2 separate regions of the Mus musculus genome follow, and region 2 is linked to region 1. The links are chromatin contacts, called in public HiChIP or PLAC-seq maps. All regions are on one chromosome and are shown on one strand. Each heading gives the region's core, a stretch centred on a gene start, on an enhancer-like site or on the middle of the called end of the contact. The rest is flanking DNA. Distances are from core to core; before and after follow the strand shown.

Evidence for each region. HiChIP or PLAC-seq counts read pairs in DNA pulled down with a chosen protein or histone mark.
Region 2: an HNF4G HiChIP or PLAC-seq map of pancreatic cancer cells shows a contact between it and region 1. The contact joins the promoter of Tmem44 here to the enhancer-like site in region 1. A contact is called at or near these places in 1 of 39 promoter capture datasets (HPC-7-derived erythroid cells), 2 of 15 datasets of contacts at CTCF or cohesin (the NIH/3T3 cell line and embryonic stem cells), 1 of 484 Hi-C or Micro-C datasets (cerebral cortex), 9 of 115 datasets of contacts at active chromatin or transcription factors (the SCID.adh cell line, effector CD8 T cells, embryonic fibroblasts and 4 more) and 3 of 9 other capture datasets (adipose tissue, liver and pancreatic islet).

What each region holds. Positions count from the first base shown.
Region 1 is chr16:30,508,890-30,513,156 of GRCm38.p6, reverse strand. Tmem44 (transmembrane protein 44) reads left to right here. Exons shown (of 11, transcript NM_001384248.1): 11 at 1-1,302. Among named protein-coding and RNA genes, the nearest start is that of Gm52252, 9.1 kb to the left of the region's middle. Within about 2 kb of position 2,491, at least 403 of the 459 cell types and tissues checked have an H3K27ac peak or open chromatin away from gene starts, as enhancers often do. A contact at or near this core is called in the NIH/3T3 cell line, the SCID.adh cell line, adipose tissue and 9 more, where this site is marked.
Region 2 is chr16:30,549,208-30,553,493 of GRCm38.p6, reverse strand. It overlaps Tmem44 (transmembrane protein 44), which reads left to right and starts at 2,916. Exons shown (of 11, transcript NM_001384248.1): 1 at 2,916-3,131. The coding sequence starts at 2,995.

The sequences.
Region 1 (4,267 bases), core at 1,242-3,741:
AGCCGTGCCCAGTCTTTCACTTTACAGATGAGGACACACGTTTAAATACAGTATCCAAAGTATCAGCCTCACAAGTAGAAGTGGCCATAATCCATGATAATGAAGGCCCTGCTTAAACTCCTGGAGTCTGAGGTATGTTACCTGCCAGAGACGTCTGGGTGATTTAAGGAGAGCTCTTGTTACTAAGTTGTCTTAAAAGTTTGCCTGGAGGGCTGCGGCTTAGCTGGGCGAATGCTTTCCTAACACGTGCAAGGCCCTGGCTTGCAGTGCAGCATAAGGGGTAGGATGATAGACACCCGGAGTCTGGGAAGTGGAGGCAGCAGGATTAGAAGTTCAAGGTCATCTATCTTTAGCTCTGTAGCAAAGGTTGGCATGAGATATATGAGACCCTGGAGGTGGGGGGAGAGAACAACTGTGCAGACCTTGAAGAACTAATCCCCTTAAATCCATCCAGTCACTCCAGGAAGAGGTCATGAGGACCATCTGATGATCTATGCACTGCTGTTACACTGAGAAATGAGTTACTAGTTTGGGAAGCTCTGGGTGGAGGAAGGGGCGTGGCTGGTCTCCTGTGCCGGGCCTGAATAAGTGTGCCGCCCTTTCCCTGCTGAGTCATGGTTTTCCCTGTCTTTAACAAGAAAGGCCAAGCCTAGTGGCTCACACTTTTTGGGAAGCTGGGACAGGAGGGCTTCCACAAGTTAAAGGTCAGCCTGGCTACTAAGACCCAGTCTCAAAAGACCCACAAACCAGGCTGGGTGTGGTGGCTCATTCCTTTAATACCAGTATCTGGGAGAGAGAGAGGCAGAAGGATCTCTGAGTTCAAGGCCAGCCTGGTGTACAGAGTTCCAGGTGAGTTCCAGGACAGCCAGGGCAACATAGTGAGACCCTGTCTCAAACAAAACAAAAAACAACCACCACTGAGCTGGGGATATAACTACAGGTCGATGGTAGAGCACTTCCCTAACATGCAGGAGCCCTTGGGTTCCATCCCCATCGTGAAAATAGACTTCCTTTTTTCTCTCATAACTATGCCAGTCAGCAGTTCACACGTAAGACTAACATCTCTACACACATCCAGAAAGACACGCTACATGAAGGTAAATTTCATATACACCTTGAAAATCTGTTTCAATTTATTTACTTATTATTATTTTTTAATTAATTGGTTGGTTGGTTCTCCTGAGCCTGGGTTTCTCTGTGTAGCCCTGACTGTCCTGGAACTTGTTCTATATGGCCTCGAGTACTGAGGTCCGCCTGCCTCTGCCTCCCAAGCGTCCTTGGATTAAAGGCGTTCGCCACCAATGCCTGGTTTATTTTTGTTGTTTTTAACAACTTGTGTATGTTGCGCCTGCACTTTCAGAGCGTGTATGGTGGTCCAAGTGACACTTGGCAGGTATCAGTTCTCTTTTTCTACCATGTGGGGTCTGGGCAGCAAGCAGCTTTACCACTCCTCCACCCCCCACCCACCCACACACAATCTGCTTACATTTTATTACCTGTTTGAGATAAATACTCTAGGGGTAAAATATAGCTGAGTGGATCAGCAATACTTAACACGCACAAGACCCCGGGTTCCATTTCTAGCATCAAAAAAGGAGCAGAACCTTCAGGACACTTCCCAAGTTCCCTGCGTGTTCTTTTTCCACTCCTTCACTTTTGCCTGGGCAGACACTTAACTCTCTTCCACCCTCTCATCTTTTTCTGCTTACAACAAGCCCAGAATTAAAAGGCCATCCATGGGCAGAGGGGGTTCTGCTTACAACAAACCCGGATGTGCTGAAGTGTTCAAAGCTCTTCCTTTAATTAGTGAGAGATGGTCTCTGACAAGTTCAAGACTGGTGCTAGCTCAACCGATCCAGAGAACGCCTAATAAGGAAGGCTGGTGGTCTGATGGCACCGGCCTGTGATCCCAGTTATTCCAGACCGAGACAGGAGGCTGGCTGGCAAGATCCTCGGGCTACAGAATAGCATCGGTCATTTTTGCAAAACTCGGTCTCAACGGTGCAATTTTTTTTTTTTTAAAGAAAAAAATCAAGTGGAATGGATGCTCAGAGGCAAAGCGCGTGGCTGAAACACGTCATGCTCTCATTTCTATCGCCAGAACCGAAGAATGTCTGCCTAATCTGCTTTCTTTTTGCCTTAAATCTGACAGCCAAATACGGCTCCAAACATTTGGGACTACGGTTTCTGAGCAGGGCAGGTCATTAAACTCCTAGGATCCTATTCCAGTCGCACGGGAACACTGCGGGCAGCGGCCGCCGTTGATGGCGGAGGCCGGGGCATTTCTTCGTACTCCGCAGGGTATGGCTAAGAGGCCGGTCTCTCCCTCCGAGTCGTTGCCCCCTCTTCTGACTCCGAAGCTCACCCTCGACGGCCCTGGGGGATAGCAAGTAGCGTTCTCCAGCAGCCGAGCCACACAAAGCTGGCCTGAGTCAGGATAACAACTCCATTTGGGGCACTTCCGGGATGCGGGGGAGGGGAAGCGGCCGGCGCATGCGCAACATGCAGCCACCCCCTGAGAGCAGCGCAGGCTCTGCCCGTTGGACCCTAGCTCCTGGCCTCCTCTGCCTGGGCACCTCTGACTTAAGTGTCTCCCCAGTGGGGGTCGGGGGAGGGAGGTGTTAAAAGATCGTTATAAGGCTATTGTGTATATTTGTGACTTAGATATAGTATAAGCAATATTCTGTGTGTTTGCGACTGACCAATAGCCCAAAGCTGCACTGCAAACCATTCTACCTAAGTGCATTCAACTTTTTTACAAGACAAAAATGCAGGTGCACGATTTAACTAAAGAAAATCAGATCGTGCCAAAGTTTATAAGGAAAACAACGGCGCTCTGCCCACACATCCGCAACTGCTTCACTTTCAGCTTCCTTTGTTTTGCCTCCAGCGACAGATTGCTCGTGCCTTTGCACAATGTCAAAATGTATTAACAGTAAATTCAAAAGCTACTTGGAAGTCTAGATTTCCCTTGGTAAGAGACAATCGGCAAACACAAGTTCTTTTATCTGGATCTTAATTGCTAATACTAACTCTCAGACCACACACCCATACCACCTTGTAATTGTATGAATATTGTCTGTCTGGGTTACACAACAGCTACAACCTGTGAAAGGAAGGGGGCAGAGTCAGAGGTTTTACTGGGGGCAGAGACAGATAGCTTTACAAATGCAGTTATGGCAGGTGATATATAGATGCTAAGATATATAAATATATAAGATATATAGTCTGGACGTTAGGCTAGAGACAGAGAGTCAAGCTGTAGGGTCACAGGGTACAGCCTCACTGCAGAGGCTCAGCTCAGAACTATGGAGTCAAGGTGAAGGCCCTGATCTGGACAGATGAGCAGATAGACTGACAATGGAAATTCTAGCAGTGGAGACTGAGCTGAGCGAGGACTCTGGGAACAGTAAACACTTGGGTGGCAGCTGAACAGTGGTGGTGCATACCTTGAACTCCGGAGGAAGAGTTAGTTCCTGGACAGCCAGGACTACGCAGGAATCCTGTGGCAGCCCTGGTAGAGAGGTGATTGGCATTGCCCGTGGGGTGTCCTTTTATGTAATCTGGGTGAGGGTGGTGCGTACTCGGTTGGTCTAGTGTGTTTCACAGTTACTGGGCCTGGTTTTCCAGATAAGGACGTCATTACACCCAAGTGTGATTCCTACACTCCTAACTTACTTTAACGTTGCAGAAGTGATGGGTTTTGACTTTTAGGACTAAGTTCTTAAGTCTGTGCCTTGTGGGTGTTGCCGGGCGCATGCTGGTGTTCTCGTGAACAGCAAGGCACAGAGTCACCCCTCCGAATGGAGCCCAACGATGTTTGGGCAAGTGGAGCTACACATGGCATGGCAAGGCTCAGCCTGGAAGCCACACTGTGGTGTGACCCAGAGCACAGCATCATCTCCACTCATGCACCTTACAGGCTAGCACAGCACGGCTTAGCTTCAAGCCCAGCGTCAACCTGCTTTCCAGCCACAACTGTCAAGGCTGTACAGATTGCCTCTAGCTTCCATTAAGCGCAGGTTGGGAGTCACAGTCGTTAGACAGGGACGTTGGAAAACAGACAAGTAGAAACAACCGGCTACGCATTCGGAATCGCTGTGGAGGCTTCGTACCAGGACCCTGGTTATTCCCAACTAGACCCCAGCTTCTGAGTTCCTAGGTCACATAAGACCTGAGCACCCTCTGACCATCATCAGCTTTTGGCCCAGCCTGGCAATCTCTGCTGCTCTGTCCCGAACTGGATGGTTTTCCTCCATCCTTCTCA
Region 2 (4,286 bases), core at 1,667-4,166, 40 kb before region 1:
CTGTGTATCTGAAAAAAGGCAACAGAACAAAAGACTGGAAATGTATCACTTCCAAAGGTTTCTCTCTGAGCCAGGTTCTCTCCAGCAGCGAACAGACCCCTGTGGGGTGTGTTGTTTCTACCCTGGGATTGTTCACCGAAGGCTGTTTGCCACCACAGCCCTTCCTCTCCCTGGCTGTACTTCGTGAGAGGCTGTCGGAACCCTGGTGCCACCACACTGGGCCCTCACCAAAAGGGAAGCTCAGGCAGGAGGCCCCGGGCTCAGCCCTTCCTTCTTAGCAGGACAATGCCTGAGGCCGCACCACCACTGCCAGCAGGAAATGCCTGGGAGAAGCCTGGTGGCCCACTGCCCAGGAGGACAAGCACTTCAGGGCTCTTGCTAGGTTTTCTTTTCAGCAGAGTCTGGACCACGGCCAAAAGGCAGGGGCTAAGCTGCTGGGCTCTCAGTGGCCTGGAAAAGGAAACTGGGGGAGCTTCCAGGCAGGGGACGATGGTAGAATACTACTGTTGGTCCAAGCATTCAGAGGTGCTCTCCTCCGGCTGTCTGTGGCTCTGGAGTCTGACAGTCTCCTGGCTGCAGGTGACAGTTTTTACCCTCGACTGACACCAAATGCTGGAATTTAGGGAGGGAAAACTGGAGTTTGGCTTTTGACCAGTTCAGTTAGACACAAGCGGAAGCAGCAAGTAGCCAGCTGAGCACGTGAGTCTAAAGAATAGAGATGGATAAGACAAGCTAGACAATGCAACCTGCTAAGATTGAATCAGGAAGAAACGGAAAGCCTGTGCAACAAAGAGCTAGATCAGCAGCAGTTACAAACCCACTCAGAGTCCTACCACATGCAAGAGCCAGCCCAGCCTGGGCTACATAGTAACACCTTGCCTCAAAAAAGCAAGCTAAAAGTAAGCTGGGGTGTGGTGGAGGACATCTTTTGAGTGTTTGTATGTTTGGGGCTTTCTTGTTTTGTTTTTTGAGACAGGGTTCTTTGTGTAGCCCTGACTGTCCTAAAACTTGCAATGTAGACCAGGCTGACCTGGAACTCAAAGATCCACCTGCCCCTGCGTCCAGAGTGCTGGGATTAAAGGAATGTGCCATCGCTGCCTGGCAAACGTGGCACACATCTTTAATCTTAGCATTGGAGGCAGAGACAGGCAGAACTCTGAGCTCAAGGCTAGCTTGACTTATATAGGGAGTTCCAGGTTTGCCTGGGTCACATAGTGACACACCCACAGAGGGGGCAGGGGAGGGAGGGAGAGAGAGATGAGCACATAGGAGAAAGAGAGACAGCCCAAGAGGGAGGGAAGGAGGGAGGGAGGCAGGGAGGGAGGGAGGGAGGGAGGGAGGGAGGGAGGGAGGGAGGGAACAAGAAGCTGAGCCATGGTCTTCCTCCCATCACATCAGCTGAGTTTTCTTCCCTGTCTTAGAGCCCGACTTCCTTAGGATGACAATAAGATTAACTTCCATTGGTGGTTTGTGTCACTGCTTGAACTTCAGGGTTTCTAGTGTCACAGGAGGACAAAGGGAGGTGCCATTGTCTGGATTTTAAGTAGGAACTTTTTTGTTTTTGTTTTTGTTTTTCAAGACAGGTTTCTCTGTGTAGCTCTGGCTGTCCTGGAACTCACTCTGTAGACCAGGCTGGCCTCGAACTCAGAAATCCGCCTGCCTCTGCCTCCCAAGTGCTGGGATTAAAGGCATGTGCCACCACTGCCAGGCAAGTAGGAACATTTTAAAGATAGGTTCAGTTCTCTGCTCCAAGTCCCAGCTCCAGGGAGCAGAGGGTGAATTCCAGTCCGTGACGGCAGAGGGGATGTAGTAGATATGGCTACACCGTCATGCACTGACAGCTGCACATATGTGCCTATGTGTGTCTGTGTGTGTGCATGCCTGTGTGTGTTTGTATGTGTGCATTCAAGTGTGGAGTTCAGACAATATGTGTGGTCAGTTATTTCCTCTCTTCCATTAGATGGAAGATTAGATTGAACCCAGGTCTTCAGGCTTGGCAGCAAACACTTTCGCCCCTCGTGATACTACCAAGTTGGTGGTTATGTTTCTCCCTTACACACCCACCCTACCCCTCCCCACCCCACCCCACCCCACTCCACCCCCGAGTAGCCAGGGTTTCTCTGTGTAGCCTTGGCCGTCCTAGAACTCACTCTGTAGACCAGGCTGGCCTTGAACCTAGAGATCCTCTTGCCTCTGCCTCCCAGTGCCAGGATTAAAAGTGTGCACCACCACTCCTGGCTTTGTGGCTAAGTTTAAATATATGGAATTGGAGTGCGTGTGATCATTTAGACCACAGCGTTTTCTTTGCAGTAGACATCAAGGTGGATGGCTGTTGCACAGTCCCAGTACCTGGGAGGCTGAAGCGGGAAGAGTCTTTGAGTTGGCGGCCCACCAGGGCTACACAGTGAACTCCAGGTTAGCCTGGACCACGTGGCAAAACCCTGCCTCAAAAGTAAATAAACAGTGAAGCCACCGTCAAGCTGTGCTCTAAGCAAACTTACTGAAATCGAAGACAATTTGAAAATATTCTAATGGTTTCCTTTAGCGAAAAACCATCCATGTACCTGAATTGTGCGGCACCGTGGTTGGATGGGAGCGGCACATTTCAAGTTTAACCCCTTTCTGGCCGGGGTGGCGCAAGGCGTGCCCTTGACAGCTTCAGCAGAGGGGAAGGAGGAAGCAGAGGCGATGTGTACCCCATCCGTCCCCCACCCCACACTTTTGTGCTGCATCTTTTCAACCAGGGACAACGCTCCTCGGGGTTCCCTCCATCCCCCCACTAGCGCTGGTCCGCGCCAGAGTATTGTCTGGCTTTGGAACCGGGCGAACCCGCAAAGGGACTGGGTGCTGGCGGGGCCCTCCTTTGTGCAGCGGCCGCGCGCGGCTCTACCGCTAGGGGGCAGCCTGCACCCCGCAGAGCCCCACAATAGGCGAGGCTGGGGAGCCGCGCGGTCCGGGAACTTTCCCCGGGGTCGGCGGAGGCTCGGCCGTGCCATGGAGGAGGGGGCTAGCGCCGCGCCCCCGCTCTTGAACTGGGACTACCTGGAGCGCTGCTTCGCCCGCCGCCGCGTCTGCATCTCCTTCGGCCTGTGGATCTGCGCCGCCTGCTGCTGGATCGCTGCCCACACGCTGTAATGGGGACGGGACCCGCGCGAGGGGTGGCGGGCCACCCGCGGGGGCGACTGGGCGTCACTCGCCTCGGCTCCTCTAGGAAGCCTAGGGGGAAGGGGCGTACAGGGGGCGTCCTGCAGGTAGCTCAAGTCCGAGTTCGGATCTGACATTGCTATGTGGACTGAAGTGGAGTCCTTTCTGGACTCCGCGCACCGGGGAAGCTGGGCTGCGAGCCGGCAGCAGGAGGCTGGGTGGTGCAGTGGATGCGGGCTTGGAACAGCTTCTATTGTCAGCCTTTTCCTGGTTGTTGGCGGTGTGAGGGGAGCAAGTGTAAGCCTTTGGGTCTCCTGTGAATGAGGATATGCCTCATAAAATGAATGTGAGGATTAAATAAGGCATAGCAGGCAAAGGACTTAATACGTGCTCATTAAACACCATTACCGCTCTGGCTCTACCACCCACCCTTAGGGACCCTAGCAAGTCCCTCGATGTTTTCTACTTTTAATTTATCCAAAGCTCTTTATGCCAAGAGGTGAGGCAGTGGTTATCTGACTCTGGCCACAGTTTTTGCTTTTGTCTGTCTCCCGGTGGTTTGGCCAGGCAATCCCTGTAGCCTGGGTTCTGTGAGAGCATAGCCTCCAGGTCTTCAGCCACCCTGTCCCCACGCACAGAAACCCAGAGACAGTTTCCAGGGTGGTGCCACCCAAGTATACCCAGGCGGGGGAGAGTGTACAGCATCCCTCTATCCCGACTCCTGCAACTGGCTCACCTTAGCGCTCGGTGGACAACCCCCTCAAGACTGTCTGTAGTGGTTCAGAGAGTCAGCAGTCCATTGCCTAGAGACTGGAGTCCAGGACAGACACTCTGGGCCTGAGTTACATTTCTTCGTCCTCTTGCTCCTCGCCTGCCCCTGTCCCTAAGGCAGGTGCTGTTATCAATCGGATGAGGAGCCTGCTTCCTGAGTGAATAATAATCCTGCCTGTGACTCAGGTAGGCATCAGGGATTGAGCTCTCTGAGGTAGAGGGCTCTGCATGCATGGTCTCCTTTGTTCCGTAGCCATCCTATGCAGCCAACACAGGTAGGCATGCTCACCCCTGGAAACCATGGCTTACAGAAGTGAACTAGTGTGCTTAGAATGGCCGACTTTTGCCCTGCCTGAGGCTAGATGTGCCTC